Linked DNA regions of Mus musculus: regions 1 and 2 are each linked to region 3. A link is a contact called in public Hi-C and promoter capture Hi-C data. All regions are on one chromosome and are shown on one strand. Each heading gives the region's core, a stretch centred on a gene start, on an enhancer-like site or on the middle of the called end of the contact. The rest is flanking DNA. Distances are from core to core; before and after follow the strand shown.

Region 1 (2,717 bases), core at 91-2,590, 420 kb before region 3:
TGCCCAGCATCTCTGAGGGGTTGCTGTGTAGATGTTACAAGGCAGGTAAAGTGCCTAGCAGAACTAATGAGTGCAAGAAATGCTTGCTGTTGGTAATTCTGCTCTTAGTGTTCCAATTGTTACAGAGGCCCAAAGCCACGAAGTTGATGCTTTCTTTGACATTGCCCCAAAGTAGCCAGTCTTCTTTTTTAGGGCCATGATCAGGTTACAGGAACATGTTAATCTTAAGTAATGTGTATACATGGGTTTCCAGCTCGTGTGCCAGTGCACCCCTTTTGTGGCTGCTTTGGGAAACAGGTTAGAGAGGTGAGGCTATGAGAGTGGCCAGCCCCCTTCTTAGGTCAACAGGAGAATTTGAAATTTCTGCATACTGGAGAATAAGCTGCCAGTGATCTCTAGGCTAGGATGTCAGACAAACAACTACACGCAATGTCAGGGATACCAAAAGATCAAGTAACTCCAAGGAAAGGGTGAAGAGGCAAAAGATACCATCACAGTGTTCCTATTTTAGATGCAACTCTTGTTAATCTTAGAAAACTGGTACAACAGGCATAGTAATACTACTTAAGGTCCAAATAGAACCAGGCTTGTAATGTCATGCACATCATAGGCTGTTTAAAGTTCTGTGAAGTTAAAGTTCTCTGTCATCCACACACCTACTACGTAAGCAATAAGTAGGATTGTAGCTGTGGCTGTTAATAATAATGATGATGTTAATATTAAGCAAGGTTTTGCTTTGCAGAATGCTATTCTTAGTCATTGATCAGATAAATGTGCTATGTTTCCTGAGAAAGACATTAATAATACTAGTAAAATCTGGGTTAAACCATTGGTGGGATTCAATGACCATTAGGAACCAATAATTATCATGGAGTACAGGGCTCTTTCATTCCTGCCTACCAGTACCTAGGTTGACTTGCCTTTGAATAACTTAGGCAAAGAATCTGAACTTCTTGTAATTGGCCAGAAGGTGGTGCTGCTGACTCATTTGAGACAGGGCTTCTCTGGCTCTGGAGCCCACTATAGGCATTTATAAATATGGAAGCTGTGCTGTATAACTGGGTATGGGTTGGTTTAAAAGAGGACAGAGGTTGGAAGGATAGTTGCTTCAGCTTTGGGGATATTTGTTGCTATATATTTTCTTCAAACTGATAGACCCACTTTCAAAGCCATATATGTGACAACTCATAAAAGCAGCCTCTATGAATCATTGGAATATATTTCTAAAATTGGTTTTTGACCTTTAATCTTTCCTCTTGTTTACAGATTTCATTGATTTGTGGGTTTCATCAGTGCCTCTGATGTCAACACATTAGAGTCTGCAACCCTGCCTTGTAGCCATGGCAGATATGTCAATACCATTACATTCACTACGCTTCAACAATATGATGAAGGAGGAAAATGGTGACCCTCAAAACAGAGGGGCAACTTTCTCTAGACCAATGACAGAGACCAGAGCAGAAGTTCAAATCCTGCATTCACAGTTGCAGTTGCCTGTTGTTTCGACTTCAGCCTCAGATCTCGAAGGGACATCTACACAGCTGATGACATCGCCAGGCTTTGACAGTCTGTCCACACCTCTCATGGGAGCACCACACTCTGGGACGTTGTCCCCACCACTGATGTCAGCCTCAGACTCTGGGACACTGTCCCCACTGCTAATGCCGGCCTCAGATTCGGGAACACTATCCCCACTCCTAATGCCAGTTTCAGACTCTGGAACACTGTCTCCACTGCTAATGCCAGCCTCAGATTCAGGAACACTGTCCCCACTGTTGTCTACTTCAGACTATGGGTTAATGTCCCCAGGGATGATGTCAATACCTGATTTTGGGACAATGTCATCACTAATGGCAGCCCCAGATTCTGCAGAGATATCACCATTGGCAATGCCAATTCAGTCCTCTGGAGTGATATCTGCACCTATAATGAGCACTTCATCCTCCGAGGCATCGTTAATGCTAGGATCAGATCCTGGTGAGATATCCCCACTCCTGATTCCAGATATGAACCCTGGAGTGACATCCACACCACCAATGACAGCTCCAGGCTCAGAAGCAATGTCCCCACTGCAAATTACAGATGAGGACACAGAAGCAATGTCCAAAGTGCTAATGACGGCTCTAGCTTCTGGAGAGATATCATCACTGCTAATGTCAGGCACAGACTCTGAAGCGATATCTTCTCTGATCATGTCAGCTCTAGCTTCTGGGGAAACACCAGCCCAGCCAACAAATCCTCCAGAGTCTGAAGGGATACCCACTGTGCTCATGTCAGGCTCAGACTCTGCAGTCATGTCTTCACTGCCTATGCCAGTTTCTGGCTCTGGAGCAATGCCTACACCACTCCTGTCAATCCCAGATGCTGGAGAAATAGCCACATTACCAAAGCCAGTCCCAGATGTTGAGGCAATGTCCCCACTGTTAATGACAGCCCTCACCTCTACAGTGATGCCCAGTCAACTGATTTCAGCATCTAGTTCTGGAGTGATGTCCCCAGATACAACACAAAATATCAACTCTGAGGTCATGTCTGCTCCACCAATAAGAGTTTCATCCACTGGATTGATGTCCACACTACCTGTGAGAGCTTCTGATACAGCGGCAACACCCATACAGCTAATGAGAGTCCCTGCCTCTGGAAATATGTCTACATCACAAAAGACAGTTCCAGTCTCTGGATCAATGTCCACTCCACTGATGGCTGTCACAAGCCCT
Region 2 (2,700 bases), core at 12-2,511, 310 kb after region 3:
TTGCCTGTGTGAACACACACACACACACACACACACACACACACACACACACACACACGAGCAAGAGAGGGGGCGAGCATGCACAGAAACACACGAGGAAGTTGTTAATTAGTAACACCCCCAAATTTTTGTTTATTCATTCAGGCCATAAAGAGAGATCTTAATTCCACAACAGAGATGAGCAAATGAATCATTTGCTGAAGTTTAATAAAAATATAATACAAAGCATGAAGCATTTTGCTGTGACAGGCAGAACAATCAGCATTTTCCAATGTGATTTTTACCAAACTTTTTTCTAAATTCTCACACCCACTTGTTTCCATTGCAATGCGTGGCAGTTCCCTTTTCCTGACCCTGGCTGAAGCCAGCTCTGGTCAAGTCTCCAGTTAAGCCCCAACAAAAGTGGAGTGGGGTGGAGTGGGGGATGGGGCCTTCACTGCAATTCAGAATTTAAACCAAAGATAGAATCAGAGGGAAACCAAACCAGGCCCAGGAACTGATAACAGAATAGCAAGATCAACCTGTCACCCGGGCAGGAAGGTCCCGAGGCTGTGCAGACAGGGTGTTAAGATAGCTTAGGCAGCCACTCCTTCATTGTGTAGCAGCCAGTGGCCTGTGCACACAATTTCAAACTCTTACAGAATGTAGGCACGGAGTGTGGCTCCGTGATTGTGCCTGAATTTCAAGACTTTGCCTATCACTCTGCATCCAAGGAAAATAGATGAAGCAGTTAGCCAGCCAGCTTCTCTCTTCACACTCTTCTCCCAGGTTTGTTCTTGTTGACCAAGTGTTTACGAACAGAACATTCACAGAAAAACGGACCAGCTCGCTCCCAGAAACCGTTTAGCGCAAAACCATCAAAATCACTGCGTTGAGCCCCCCAGATTCCAACTCATTTTAGATGTTTCAAAACGGCTATTAGCGTAAACGTGTACACAATTCTATCCAGACGAACCCTAACATTAATAGGTGCAAAGTTTGTTTAACTTTACAGCTTAAGTTCCTTTGCTCTGAAAATAAAACTGTAAACTAAATTTGTGGGCGCATGCTCTACTCACCTGAGTTAGCTCAGGAACCCTGCTGCTGCTGCTGCTGCTGCTGCTGCTGCTGCTGCTGCTGCTGCTGCTGCTGCTGCTGCTGCTGCTCTTAGCCAGGTAACCCCACTAAGTCTGTTCGGCCAGTGCAGCTGAACAAAGATTCTGGCTTTCTTAACCTGGAAACTATTTGGGCTGTACCAAGCTCTGCTCACAGGGGGAGGTGCCTCACAGCAACTTCAGGAGCCTTTGCCCCGCCCAGCACTCAGAAACTGATCCTGAGTCACGAGGAAAATCTGGAAGGCGGCCCTGCCAGATGTGCAGATGGGATGCCCACTCCAGATCCACCCACCAGTAAATTGGAAAACCCAGAAAGCCACATTTGAAAGGCCTTTCTGTTTCAAGGAGAAATAGGACTTTCAGGAAATGGGCCTGATAGATTTCTAACTCCTCTGTCCCAGGGGCGGGGGCGGAGGGGGGGGGGTGGGCTGCAGACATGGACATTACTGAAGAGAGAACATGGAGAGCAAAAATGTTCGAATGTTGGCAAAGTTCTAGTGAGCTAGGCTGCAGACATGTCCCTAATAGCCACTTCTATGATAGCAACGGGGACTTCGGCATCAAGTGGGAATGAAAGGGCACCTAATAGGTTGCAGGAGGATAATGGTCACTTTGTGAAAAAGCAAGTAACATTTGGCCAAAGGCAGAGAGAAGGGAGGTGAGTGGAGTTTGATTCCATGGCAGCTGCTAGAAGCTCGATTTCTAGCAACAGTGCAGTGTCGAGATTCTGCCAAGCAGTGTCTGGTGAAAGGCAGAGCAAATAGCTGTTTGCTGTGAAAGACCAAGCAAGAAGTGTTAGTGGCATGCTCAGCCCGCTCTAAAATAACTCTGTTGAATCCCACTTGAGGCCCGGATCTGCCTTTCCTGAGGTTTTCATTGAGACACAGTTTAAAGGCTGCGATTCTGATGATTTTGGGTGTCTATTTCACGTTCACAAAATTTTAACACCACCATCTTCTCATTCGACAGATTTCCTGCCCTGTGTGCTGATTACCATTGCATCAAAAATTAACACTCTCTGTCTCTACGCCTCTACCAATCCATGCTATGGTTATTTAAAGATCTGAGAAGTGAAGGAAGACAGGTAGAGGAAAAGGGAGGGTTGGGAGAAAGAGAGGGAGAAAAAGAGGGAGGAGGGGGTGGGGAGGGAAGGGGAGAGGGAAAAGTATGCTTTCCCTACTCACTGGCTGCATACCAATATTTTGTTTTATGAAACAGATCTGAACATTTCTATAACTAAATCTCCAAGACTCTCCTCTGACATTTCCTTTGTGGCTTTTTTATACTAGATGGAAATCAGTCTAGAGTTGGGGTAATACAAAAGGCTAGAAGGAGAATTGGACATTTAAATATTGTCACCCAATTTGGCTCAAGAGCAAGCTATTTCTTAAGCAAATATGACTTATGTAGGACTTTGGCATTGTAATTAAGGGAGGATGTTTACTCTAGGCTTATCTACAGCCATCATTTCAATCTCCATAATTTTCAAGTAAGTAAGAAATAGTAGAATCTGAACATTAGCATTAAAGAGTCTCTACCTTGTTGCTCAGTGCTGAAGTAGCCTCCAGATAAGCTGAAAAAAAAAACTCATCCCTTATGTAAAGCA
Region 3 (2,796 bases), core at 285-2,784:
TCATAGAACTTCTTAGACTGCCATGTAGGATACAGATGTCCTCTTTTGGTGGCAGACAATCTTTCATTTTCATGCCCTAGGGAAAAGACAGGTCTAGCTTGTGGGGAAAACCACTTTTAAACTTATTTCCTTAGGAAACATGAGCAGATCATCTTCCTATTGTAGTTCTGTTCTGCAACTCCATTTCAAATTATGCTTATACTACTATTAGAAAAATCAAAGGAGTAATTCTGCCTGTGAATTGGAGATTGAGGCCTAAAATACTTTAACTCTATTGAATACATTACTGTGTGTGGTACACTTAGATGCATCAACTTAACTGAAAATGCTTTTGCAAAAATCATATTTTAGTTAGTACTGTCGACTTTCCTCACCGTACCAATGACTTTGAATTTTTTTAAATGTTTGTTATTATGTGTGTTCATGTATGTTTGTGTGTTCATATATGTGCAGATTTCTGGATGTCCCACCTATTAGCATGTAATATTAGATAAATCTATGTAATCTTGGTGAGCTTCAGTTTGTTGTTTGTAAGATGGGAGTGATAGCATCCTCTCTGTCTATGTCATAGGGATGTTATTGTAGGAAAGTTGTGTGGCTAAGGTGTGCTTTGTAAATCTCAAGGTGCTCTCTGAATGTAAGCTATTAGGCCAATACTAAAAAACAGTGGAGAAGTGACTTTCAAACAAGGTTCCAAACATGAAGTTCGTCAAATATTGAATCACAAAAGAAAATTGCCTTTTACAATTGTTGTTGTTTTTTTTAATCTTTAGAGATGCACACAGAATCATATTGGTCTAAAGCTGAGTTCATAATAAGCAATATTGCTCTCATAAGGAAGCTAGTCTTAGCTCTTATGTAAATGAGTACCGCACTTCTTCAGGGGAAAAAAAAACCAGTATGAAGATTCTGTGACATTCAGGTATCAAAGAAGCCTGAGTAATATTAACTAGGAGAGTGGACTACAAGGTGGATTCATTATATCCCACCTTGGTTACAAGCACAGAGATAAAGCAATAGAAAGGAGAACATGTAGAATGTCGGGTAAGTTCTGGGCAACCAATTCATGAGTTGCCCTAGTGAAGACAAAAATTATTTTCTTAGTAGTCCAAACAGCATCCAGCCCTGTGATACATTCAGAATGATAGTGATAGTGATTTTCCTTAGTTTCCTTTCTCTTTGGGTATAGATAGGGATTCTAGTGACAGGTGCAGATGCAAGCTACCAGAGTTGGTGGGGGGAGGCTAAAAGAGGGGATCCCGTGTCTCCTCTTCCCTTAGCCTCAGGTCGGAACAGTCAGGCTTGGGAGACTTCGAGGGTTTCACTTCCGCCTAGTTGCAGGAACCGCAAGTTCCAAGCTAGGTCGGAATTGGAATAGTCACAGTCAAAATACACCCAGATGCTCTCACACACACAGGAGCGTGCGTGCATCCCCGGGCCATGGGGTGCACGTGAGCCCACACTCCGCACACCCAGCCCTGCCTCTAGCCAGAGCATCCTCAGCAGCTGCCACTGAAGCAGCCTCCTCCTTCTCGTCGTCGTCCTCCTCCTACCACTGCTGCTGCTGTGATCGCCTATCCCCTCATCCTTCTTCCTTGCCAATTCCTGTTCCTCCTCCCCGCATCCCGGCTCCTCCTGCCCAGCAGCTAAAGGCAGAATCGTCGGCAGCAGCTTTCCTTCTCTCCTGCCTCAAAGAGGTTGAAACAGGTCTGTGCTGGGGGCGCTTTGTTGCGGGTTGCTGGAACACCGGTGGCTCCCAGAGCCACTGGGAGGAGCTCCGGGCAGGCAGAAGGGGGGATTATTTCCCAGTTTTCTGTGTTCCTGTATGAATAGATTGGGGGAGATAGTGTAGAGAGGCACCTCTGTCCCTTTGCCATTTCTTCTCCCTTGGTTCATGGCGAGAGAGAGCACTGAAGCTACTCGGACTCCTGCTCCCGCCCATCCCTAAAGCTCTTTCTTTGCGCCCCCACTTCCAGCATCCACTTCCCAAAGCTGAGCTTCCCCTTGTTCTGGGAGCTGAGGGATGGGGGCGGGGAGAGATGGATGGAGTCATCCAGCCGGGCACCTGGGGGTCTGGGGCTTTGTTACACAGGACAAAACCAGTCCTTAGCAGCTTCTAGAGCCTGGCTAGGCTGCTGTCTTCTAGTGATGTGGGGTGTGGGCCCCTGCACATTAGGGAAGTAAGAGAATGTGAGGGGGCACTCCCTGTATGTGACTGGGCATACAGGAATGCAGTACTGTGTGCCAGGGACGTGGTGTAGATTTTGTGTGGAATTTTGTATGAGTTGGACTGGTGCATTTGACTCTCTTTCTCTCTCTCTCTCTCTCTCTCTCTCTCTCTCTCTGTCTCTCTCTCTCTGTCTCTCTCTCTCTCTGTCTCTCTCTCTCTCTCTCTCTCTCTCTCTCTCTCTGTCTCTCTCTCTCTCTCTTTCTCTCTCTCTCTCTCTCTCTCTCTCTCTCTCTCTCTCTCTCTCTCTCTCTGTGTGTGTGTGTGTGTGTGTGTGTGTGTGTGTGTGTGTGTCCCTGTGTGTTCTACGCCATGGGGCTGGGCTACTCTTGGCATTTCATGTCCTTGGGTCTCATCCCATGCCAAACCAGACTGCAGCAACATGCAGGCAGGCTGATCAGGTCCAACCTGTTTTGCCCACATTCGAATGGGTGATGATGACTTCAAAGTGATGGAAATCCCCCGCCCCACGCTGGGTCAGTTACTTAGTACATTCTGCATGAGAAATTGTCACCTAGGTTGACCAAACCCTGGTGGACATTTTACACCCTACCCACAGAATATTCGGA

What was found. Hi-C and Micro-C count contacts between places; a contact is called where the count stands out from the background. Capture Hi-C pulls out chosen DNA fragments and counts their contacts.
Region 1: a contact with region 3 is called in a Hi-C map of cerebral cortex, with 4 times the contacts expected there. The contact joins the promoter of Rtl9 here to the promoter of Pak3 in region 3. A contact is called at or near these places in 4 of 39 promoter capture datasets (the 3T3-L1 cell line, hippocampal neurons and liver) and 2 of 484 Hi-C or Micro-C datasets (cerebral cortex and cortical neurons).
Region 2: a contact with region 3 is called in a promoter capture Hi-C map of pancreatic islet. The contact joins the promoter of Capn6 here to the promoter of Pak3 in region 3.

Annotation. Positions count from the first base shown.
Region 1 is chrX:143,098,254-143,100,970 of GRCm38.p6, forward strand. Rtl9 (retrotransposon Gag like 9) reads left to right here and starts at 1,341. Exons shown (of 2, transcript NM_001040434.2): 1 at 1,341-2,717. The coding sequence starts at 1,341.
Region 2 is chrX:143,826,151-143,828,850 of GRCm38.p6, forward strand. Capn6 (calpain 6) reads right to left here and starts at 1,262. Exons shown (of 13, transcript NM_007603.3): 1 at 1,059-1,262.
Region 3 is chrX:143,517,057-143,519,852 of GRCm38.p6, forward strand. It overlaps Pak3 (p21 (RAC1) activated kinase 3), which reads left to right and starts at 1,535. Exons shown (of 16, transcript NM_001195048.1): 1 at 1,535-1,707.